Regions from separate parts of the Sus scrofa genome. Here regions 1 and 3 are each linked to region 2. A link is a contact called in public Hi-C and HiChIP or PLAC-seq data. All regions are on one chromosome and are shown on one strand. Each heading gives the region's core, a stretch centred on a gene start, on an enhancer-like site or on the middle of the called end of the contact. The rest is flanking DNA. Distances are from core to core; before and after follow the strand shown. Region 1 holds the start of HUWE1 (E3 ubiquitin-protein ligase HUWE1). Region 2 holds the start of SMC1A (structural maintenance of chromosomes protein 1A). Region 3 holds the start of KDM5C (lysine demethylase 5C).

The links. Hi-C and Micro-C count contacts between places; a contact is called where the count stands out from the background. HiChIP or PLAC-seq counts read pairs in DNA pulled down with a chosen protein or histone mark.
Region 1: a contact with region 2 is called in a Hi-C map of skeletal muscle, with 7 times the contacts expected there. The contact joins the promoter of HUWE1 here to the promoter of SMC1A in region 2. A contact is called at or near these places in 2 of 47 Hi-C or Micro-C datasets (heart right ventricle and skeletal muscle).
Region 3: an H3K27ac HiChIP or PLAC-seq map of alveolar macrophages shows a contact between it and region 2. The contact joins the promoter of KDM5C here to the promoter of SMC1A in region 2. A contact is called at or near these places in 1 of 5 promoter capture datasets (liver), 2 of 47 Hi-C or Micro-C datasets (heart right ventricle and liver) and 1 of 2 datasets of contacts at active chromatin or transcription factors (alveolar macrophages).

Annotation. Positions count from the first base shown.
Region 1 is chrX:46,442,781-46,445,834 of Sscrofa11.1, reverse strand. HUWE1 (E3 ubiquitin-protein ligase HUWE1) reads left to right here and starts at 1,520. Exons shown (of 85, transcript XM_013986152.2): 1 at 1,520-1,638; 2 at 1,839-1,938.
Region 2 is chrX:46,200,185-46,203,521 of Sscrofa11.1, reverse strand. SMC1A (structural maintenance of chromosomes protein 1A) reads left to right here and starts at 1,390. Exons shown (of 23, transcript XM_005673650.3): 1 at 1,390-1,593. The coding sequence starts at 1,485. RIBC1 (RIB43A-like with coiled-coils protein 1) reads right to left here and starts at 1,309. Exons shown (of 7, transcript XM_021080609.1): 1 at 632-1,309.
Region 3 is chrX:46,001,493-46,004,866 of Sscrofa11.1, reverse strand. KDM5C (lysine demethylase 5C) reads left to right here and starts at 1,652. Exons shown (of 25, transcript NM_001097433.1): 1 at 1,652-2,323. The coding sequence starts at 2,174.

The DNA of each region.
Region 1 (3,054 bases), core at 271-2,770, 240 kb before region 2:
CATAGCACAGGGAAATCACCCAATACTCTGAGATGGCCTATATGGGAAAAGAATCTAAAAAAGAATGGATACATGTATATGTATAACTGATTCACTTTGTTGTACACCTGAAGTTAATCTAACATTGTAAGTTAACTATACTCCAATAAAATAAAAAAACAAAGTGTGCATTAAATTAAAAGGTTTTTTGAAAACTATAATAGCGATATTGGTGAAGGTATAGGAATATCTGAATACACTGGAATTCTAATATATTTCTGGTGGGACTGTTTATTGTTAACTGTTCTAGAGAGCCTATTCTATGTTTGGGGGGAGTGACCTTTTGACCCTAGCTACTTTATTTCTACAAATTTCTCCTTGAGAAGTCTCAGAAATATGCAAATATTTAGTTACATCAAATTTCATGTATTTCTTATAATTAAAAAAGACCTGGAGTTCTCTTGTGGCACAGGGGGTTAAGGATGTGGCATTGTCACTGCAGCAGCTTTGGGTTGTTGCTGTGGGGTGGGTTTGATCCCTGGTCCAGGAATTCCTACATGCCACCAGCTGCTTGGCAAAAAAAAAAAAAAAAACCAAAAAACCTGGCATTGAGGATTGCTTAAATAAATAATTAACATTATAATAGAATAACATTCACCCATTAAAAATAGCTTGTAAGAATATTTAATGGTCCGAGCTATCTCAAAGGGGCCTCCATAAAGCTGAGATTATACACAAAATTTTGTGTAAATATATTTGGCAGGCAGTAGATCCATTCATCAGATTCTCAATTTGGTGCATGAACCACTGCTCTGAAAGTGTTGGAATTAGAACCGGAGGGTACAATTAAAATTTTTATTTCCTCTATGTGTCAGTAGTACATCAGATAGTGATTTTGTCTGTATACTTTAAAATACTGAGTTAATACATACTTTTTGTTAAAACTTCAAGCCTTACCAAAGTATCTAGTTTTGACTCAAAGCTCCCTTCCCTTCTCACCCTCCAATTTCATTTTGCACCCCAGATGAAGCATGGTTAATGGGGTAACTCCTAACAGATTTTTATTCCTACGCGTTCACAAATGCAGATCCTCTATAAGCTCTTTGCCAATTGCACTGTCACCCCAAAAAATACCAAGAAGAAAAAGAGAGACTTCTTACTGAGGGTTCAGTACGTGCCTGAAGTAAGCGTTGTAAGGGTTTGCCCCTGTAAACTCACTGTGGTAGGCGCCCCCGACGTCTCCTGCCCTCCACACTGTGTCCCCACTCGCCCTCTTGACCCCCATTCTTCACTAGGCAGCTGGAGATTAATTTTTAAATGTAAATCAAATCAAATCATATCACCCTTCAGCGGTTTCCACCATGCCTCGAATCAAATCCCAATTCCTTAGCGACACTACTATCCTCTTTGGCTGCGTTTACTGAGCCTGGAGTAGCTCAGGCGCGGTCCCCTGCAGGGAACCCGGCTTCACCGCGGAGGGAGCGCCCTCCCAAGTGGCAGAGGCGGGGCTACTCGAGCGGGGGGCGGAGCCTCAGGCCGAGTGTGAGGAGAGCCAGCGGGGGGAGGTTTTCGGCGGAGGGCGAGCGAGGGGAGCAGGTCTAAAGCAGGGCCGCGGACTCGGCACGCTCCTGCGGGCCCCGCGGAGCTACTGCCGCCGAGGTGAGCGTCTTCCTCCGGGCTGAGGGGCGGGCTCTGTTCGCGCGGCCGTCCTCGGCTCCTCGCAGGGGGTTGTTCCCACGGGACCCTGCGCGGAGACGCGGAGGTGGCGGCCTTGGGGAGCCTGCGGGAGAGGCTGGTGAAGGGGCCCGGCGGCCTGCCTCAGCCCTCCCTCAAACCCCGCCTTCTCTCCCCTCCCCCAGGCCTCGGCCGGCGCCAGTGGAAGGCTCGCCGCATCTTCGGGGGCAGCCCGGGCAGCGGCTGGCAGCGCGGCGAGAGAGCGGCGGACAGTGGGGATGCGAGGTACCGGCATTAGTCTTGGCCAAGTGGCCCTAGAGAGGGAGTAAAGGCCGGGCCTTCTGCGTTTCTCTCAGGGGTTAAAGGAAGGCGGCCTCAGAGAAGGGGGAAGGTGAGGGGCTGGCAAGCAGGCTTCGCGGGTAACTACTAGGCGTCGTATATGTATGTTTTGGTATATAAATGGTACTACACACACACGCACACATTCATTTCGGCTAACAGCTTTTTAAAAACTTAATACGTCTTGTAGATTTTCCTATATCAGGGAATCTAAATTTATCTCATTTATAAACAGCTGCATTGTATGATTGTACTACAGTTTATTTAATCATTTCCCCATTGATGTACATTGGCTTGTTTCCCTTTTGGGGGAGGGAGGGGGCTATTACAAGCAATGCTATAATAAATGGGATTGTATATATACATATATATGTATATATATCTATATATCATGCACATGTGTATTTCTGTGGGAGAAATTCTTAGAAGAGTAATCGCTGGGTCAAAGTGTATATGCACTTTGAATTTTGATAGATTTGTCCAAATTGCCTTCCCCAAAGGCTATACTAATTACACTCTTCAATGTTGTGCGAGCGTGCCCATTTTTCCACAGTTGTGCCAACACGAATTATCAATTTTTGTAATTTTGTCTAAAGGGCAAAAATGGTATGTCATTGTTTTCATTTGCATTTACCTGATTACTAGCGAAGTTGAAATTATTTTTTATTTGTCCGATTGCAAAAGTAAACAGGCAAATATCAATAGTCTTCCTATCTATAAGCAATAAGCATTTTGGAAATTTAATACCAAAAAAAAAACCCTATTCTCAATAGCAAGAAAAACGAATAAAAATACCTAGAAGTAAACCCACAAAACTTTATTGAGGAATATAATGAAAGAACGTTTGCATACATGGTGAAGGAATACCATGCTTCTGGATAAGAAGGCTTAATTTTGTAGTGGTGTCCATTTTTCCTATGTTGATTTACACAATTCATGCAATTTCAATAAATATACCAAGTGTTTGGAACTTAATATGATTCTAAAGTTCATCCAGAAAAAAGATGGCAAAGAATAAACGAGAAAATATTTTAAAGATAAGTAAAGATGGGGGTATTTGTA
Region 2 (3,337 bases), core at 141-2,640:
CGTGTCTGTGATCTACACCACAGCTCATGGCAACGCCAGATCCTCAACCCACTGAGCGAGGCCAGGGATCAAACCTGCAACCTCATGGTTCCTAGTTGGATTCATTTCTGCTGCCCCACACGGGGGCTGCCCCACATGGGGACTCCCCCCAGGCATCATTTAAAAAATAGTTACAGGAATGGCTATGGCAGCCACCAGACCCTTTCCATGTCTAAGTCTAAGCACCAACCCCAGCCTACTCATCTGTTACCACGATATAAGGTCACACTGAAGGGGAAGATCCCACAGACAGCTTCTTGGACTCATAAAGCCATGGCTTAGTTATTAGCAGGTATAAGGTGATGGGGGGGGGTGAGGGATGGAGAAGAGGGGTAGAAAAGATGGGAAACATAAAGGGGAAGAGGACAGAGGGGGAAAAGAAGAAGGGCAACAGGCAGTTGATGGGGTGGAGGTGGAGAACAGAAGAGGAAGGGAGGGAGCAAGGGATGGGGCAGAGAGGGATAGAGGGGAGGAGATGGGATGGGGGTGAGGCATGGAGAGAGAGAGAGGTGAAGTGGAGAGAAGGGAAGAAGGATAGAGGTGTAGAGCACTGGCTTAGGGACCCTGACTCCCAGGGGTTCACACAAAATACCTTTCTCAGCTAGGAGTCCCAATTTTGAAGCTCTCAGTTTGGGGCTAGGCTCAAGCAGTCAGCAAGTGACTCGGGTCCAAGACTATTCTTGGGCTACAGCGGCAGTCGCTGAACCCTGCTTGGGGAAACGGGAGGGAAGCAGGGGACGGAGCAGTACCTCTGGCCATTTATAGTTTTCCCCAGCCCATAACCCAGTCGCTCCAGAGTACCCTCATATCCATACATTCACCCTCCATCCCCCTTCACACTCTATCCCACCCCACTCCACTTCCAACTCTACTTCATTCTCAGCAAGATCTGAGCTCCTCTAACCCTCTGGCCTCTCCTTCCCCACGTACAGCCCTCCGTTCTCTGGGGCCCTTCCAAATTCCCGACTGGGTTCTTGTCTAAGCCTTCGCGCCTGCCAGACAAAAGCCACAGCCCAGCTCCCACCTTCTTGCCCTGGAGGGCATAACCCTGCTGTGATTTCTGACTCGTCTCTGCTAGCGCTGGCTCCGTTTGCCAGCTTCTCGGGATCCCAAAAGCTGCAGACTCCTCCCAGACACCTCCTCTGCAACTGTGTAGGCAGCGGCGGCGGTTTCTGTTGCCACGTAACAAGAAAGGGGGGGTGGGGCCCAGACGCCTGTCATAATCTCGCGCCCTGGCAAAGGATCAACGAAACCTCTACGTCAGCTTGATGGCCCCGCCCCTGTTTCCCGCCCGCGCCGGAAGCCGAAAATCCTGTTAGGCCTGGCTTTATTCTCGCGAGGTTTGCCCTCCGCCCGGCCTGCACTGCGGTGTTTCCCGCGCGGGCTATCCCAGTTCGCGGGCGTACGGCGCGGCCTTTCCTACCGCTGCCGGCGCCGCCACGGTCATGGGTTTCCTGAAGCTGATTGAGATCGAGAACTTTAAGTCGTACAAGGGTCGACAGATTATCGGACCATTTCAGAGGTTCACCGCCATCATTGGACCCAATGGCTCTGGTGAGATAAGCCCGGCTGCGGCCCTGCGCACGTCCCAGCCTGGACCCCCTATCCGGCAGCAGAGTAGTACAACCCAGCCTGTGCAACCAGAAGTGTTGCGAACCCTAACGGGTTCCTTGCCCTCCTGAGGGGTTTCGACCCGGACCCGCTTTCCCTCCTTGGGTGCTCTGACTCGAACCTCACCCCCAGGTGTCAGTTGCCCGCTCTTTGCGCGGCCCCCGCCCGGGCCGGAGTGGTACGGGCCGAACTCAACGTTACCCCGCCCACTGCCCCCTCCCGCCAAAAGTGGCGCGTCCCGAGCCGGCTGCCAGTCGCTGGCCACGCAGTTCCTCGCCCGACCTGCTGCATCCGGCCTCAGCGTATTGTTTGAACCCTCCGGAAGATTGGGACTGTGGTAGCCCTCCCGTGGCCTCCGGCCCAAACGGTATACTTCTGCTTCAGCCCAGCGCCCCCTCCCGCCTCTCATTGGTACACTTCAATCCCCCCCCCTTTTTAATAATAATAAAAAAACCCTCCTCCAGAGGCGGCACTTTTGAATTTCGGACTCAGCGCTCGCGTCTACGGAGTGCTTTGGGGTCTCTAGCCCCCACCCTCATCTGAGAGGTGGGGATGTCTCGAATTCACCCCTTTCCTACCCCTGAAACCGTCAAAAGTCAGAACTCAATTGCTCGTCAAATTTAGTCAATGCTTATTACTGTTTTATAAAGAGTTATTCTATCAACGTTCTGTGGAAACAGTGGAGACTAGAATAAACCATGCTCTCAGGGAACTTACATTTCAGAGAGGACAGATGATAATAAAGGAGAAAATAAGTTATTTTTCAGCTGTGATAAGTGCTATCCAGGAAATTAGATTGATGTAATTCAGTGACAATATGATAGAATCAGTTGGATAGCTCTTTAGAAAAAGTGGTCATTAATTAACAATGCTGTATTGCATATTTAAGAGTTGCTAAGAGAGATCTTTTTTTTAAAAAAATCACATGAAAAAATTAACTGAGGTTGAGTTCCCGGTATGGCTCAGTGGTTAACGAATCCGACTAGGAGCCATGAGGTTGCCGGTTCGATCCCTGGCCTTACTCAGTGGGTTAAGGATCCGGCGTTGCCGTGAGCTGTGATGTAGGTCGCAGACTCGGCTAGGATCCCGCGTTGTTGTGGTTCTGGCGTAGGCCGATGGCTACGGCTCAGATTAGACCCCTAGCCTGGGAACCTCCATATGCCGCGGGAGCGGCTCAAGAAAAGGCAAAAAAAAAAGACCAAAAAAAAAATTAACTGCAGTAATCGATGTTAATTAAATTTATTGTGGCAACCATTTTGTAATATATACAAATACAGAATCATGTTGTACACCTGAAACTAATACAATGTTGCATGTTAGTTATATCAAATTAAAACTGGGTGGAAAAGTAAAAAAGAAAAGAGAAGGGAAGGAAAGCCAAAAGGAGGGGTAGCCAGATAAGGCCTCTATTTCATATCTAAATTCTCCATCTCTAAATGATACACCATGGATTCCTCCCATCTACTCCCCAGTAGGCTGTCTGTTTGAAGTTCTGCTGTGTTTCTCCACCCTGGAGGTGTTCTAGCTAAATCACTTCCTAGCCCGAGGGGCTTCCCTAACTGCAGTAGCTCTAACTGATGACCTTCCTGGAGTCTGACCTGGATTTAGCCGTTGAACAGGGTTTCTCAACAGTGGCACTATTGACATTTCCAGCAAGATACTTCTTTGCTGTGGGGTCTGTCCTGTA
Region 3 (3,374 bases), core at 403-2,902, 200 kb after region 2:
TTGTATTATTTGGGACAAGCTTCCTCATAAGCCAAGTAGGGATAAAGACTCCAAACATTCAAGACAATCTAAGGATTCAGGTGATTAAAAAAAAAAATCTGAAATCATGGGGCACAATGCCTAGCACAAAGGAGATTCTTAATGAGTTTTGACATATTGTTTGTCAACTCTCAGAAATAAAAATAACAGTTTACAGATACTGAGGGCCTTCTCAATGCCAGGTTCTGTATGACAATCCCACAAGGTAGGTGTTATCAGCCCCATACAACATCATTCGGTTTCAGAAGTTGGGACTTACCAAGGTCACATAACTAAAAATGGCAGAGCTGGTGGGACCCCAGGATGTGAGCTCCTACCAATGTTCCCTGCTCCTTCGGAGAGGATACCCTTACCTCAGTCCTGAGTTGGCAATATGATATATACCTAACTGATTAGGAACAGTTAACTAAATGAAGAAATGACTCTCTCCACCTTCTTCAAACATATTCAAGCTTACAGCAGAAGCTTAAATATACATGGGAAATGTTTGAAAAGAATATATAGTATTTTCAATATATACCAAGGCTGCTCAAAAATATATTCATTTTTCTTTTGTTTACTCAACATTAACTTTCTGCTTGCCATGTCAAGTGCTAAGGATGTATAAGGGCACATATTCCCTGCCTTTAAGGAATTCAGTCAGATGGGGAACACAAAATAAGCACTTAATCAGCATGTACACAAGCACTCTAATATGTGCACAGTAGGTGTTCGAGCTGTACACTGTAGGCCCACAACTGATGAATAACTTGATGACCCTCAAATGCAGTAGATGCCTGATGTATGAGCTAAGTACTGGTTTGATACTCAAAGTAGTTAATAATAAACCTACTCAGAAACCGCTCACAAACATGTACACATAGTAGGTACTCAAATTCATGACAGGAACTGTATACAACAAATAAAACCCCCTTGCCAAATATTTGCTAAGTACACTGTAGGCTCCCAAATGGGCAAACACTAAGTGCTTCCCACGGTGGGCACTGGTAGGTGATAAATATACTGTTGCTAAAATTCGATAGTTAAAATATATATAATACTCTCAGACTATTTTGTAGGGGGATATGTCATAAATACGGACACAATAAAAGCGCATACAGAACAGTTGAAAGTGTTCATTAAAATGCTGACAATGACTCTGGGGTTGAGAAATGGAAGCCCCATCTCTGAGAGCCCCATCTACACGCAAACTCGGACAAAATAAATATTTCCTTCCTCTCTTCGGGACCCAGGATTCTAAAAATCCGCAATCCCTGGGAAGGGAGCAGCCTCCCGGCTTTCTTGTTTCAAAGCCCTAGAGCTATCAGCTCCTAAAGCTGGGAGCTCTGTACATTTTTCCCACCCTGCCGACCGGCAGAAAAGGGCCTCTTGCAATCAGGTGCCCGAAGCCGCCCACTGTGGCTCACACCGGAAAGACCCGGGAGAAGGAGAACATGTTGGGGCGGGGCTCGCTCCAGGGCTGAGGTCATCGAGGAGGTGCCAGTTTGGGTCCACCACCCACCAACGCCAGCTCCTCTTCCGGTTTGCTTTTATAACGCGCATGCGCACCACTGGCCTTTAAACGTGCACCGCCGGTCCATCCGGAAAGAGGATCCGGCAGTTATTTACAACTTTGCTCCTCCGCCGCTGAGGCGGACTATTTTCTTTCAGTCTGGGAGTCACTTTTGAGTTCCCGCTTCCTGATAGGGAACCCACGCCTGCCTATTCAGCTCAGTCCCCAGGAGATAAAGGCTTCCTAGGGCTCGGTCTCACGCAAGATAGACGAGGCTCGGAGGGCCATCCCGCGGAGGGATTCGGTTTGTTGTGGTGAGGGGAGGGGGGAGACGCTGACAAACCAAGATGGCGGCGGCGGCGATGAAGGCCCCGGCGGTTGGGAGGTAACTGTGGTGGCGAAGGCAGCGGTAGTTGGGAGGCAGCGGTACAGTTTGGAAGGAACGGAGCAAGACGAAGAGGCAATAGCCGTAGCGTCAGCCTGAGCCTCTGAGAGCGTGGCAGCTACACGCCCCCTGGGCCCTCGGCGGGCGGCGGCCGCCCCGCTTAGGGCCTAGTCTCCGAGCAGTGCCTCGGCTTCATACAGCGGTGTCCGCCATGAGCCCTTAAGGGCGGTCCGAGCCTTCCAGTCCTAAGACCCACCATGGAGCCGGGGTCAGACGACTTCCTACCGCCGCCGGAGTGCCCAGTGTTCGAGCCTAGCTGGGCGGAGTTCCGAGACCCTCTCGGCTACATCGCGAAAATCAGGCCCATCGCCGAGAAGTCGGGCATTTGCAAGATCCGCCCACCCGCGGTAAGGCCCTGGGCTGGTGGTTGCGGGCGGACAGGCCGGGGATGAAGAACTAGGATAGCGGGCGGAGAAGTTTTGGGGCGGAGGGCAGCTTGAAGTGTGAGGAGATAGGGTGGCCGGGACCGTTGTGGATGCGACGCAGGTGGGAGAAAGGGTACTGGGGCCAGGGGTCCTTTCGTGAGCTGAGGGCCCCTAGTCAGAGACCCACACCCCCACTCCCACCTCGCCCTTCAGAATCAGTGAGATTCAAGACAGGGATGCTTAGTGGCCCGGGGAGAGTTCACGGAGAGGCTCCCCGCACATCTCTTGGTTATCCCAAACTGCCTAGGTCAAGGCTGCACTAAATAAGGCTTTTTTCCTATTTACTGGTATCACTTCTCTTAAGGCAGGCAGCGTGGTGTAGTGGGAAGATCACAGCTCTGAGTTCAAAACTCCATTCTGCGGCTTACCAGCTGTGTGACCTTGGACAAGTAACGTAATCTCTCAGAGCCTGTGAAATAGGTCCCGTGAATGCTTATTTCGAGAATTGGATGAAACTAGGTAGCGTCTGTGTGTAATAGGTACTAGATAAGTGGTAATTATTGTGACTGTGAAGGTGTTTGATGTGGTCATTGGTTTGCTCCTATGTGGGTTGACTCATATTTATTCAAACCGTGCCAGGCCATTTCAGTCTATATATGATAATATTCTGGCCTGGTAGACCAGTCAGGAAATCTGTCTCACAGGGAATATTCTGTCTGGCTCCCTTGAGATGGTTCAGGGAATTGTCCCCTTCTTTTCCCAGTTGAAGGTGCTATCTGGGCCCTTCCTGCACATCACTTCTCTAGGCTTGACTTCTATGGAGAGTCTTGGATCAGTCAGCTTGGGGTGGGGTATGATTTCTACTCGGATCTGTCCCAGGATGTAGGAAGTCCCAGAGGATAAGCTATTCTTGGTCTCCCAGAAACAGAATGGACCTATGGAAGTCTGCCTCCTTTAAAACACTTGATTCCTAGAGGTCAGGAACAGAGGGCATATCTTTGCTCCTAGGCCTGGCTTCAGGCCAGGAGGAGTC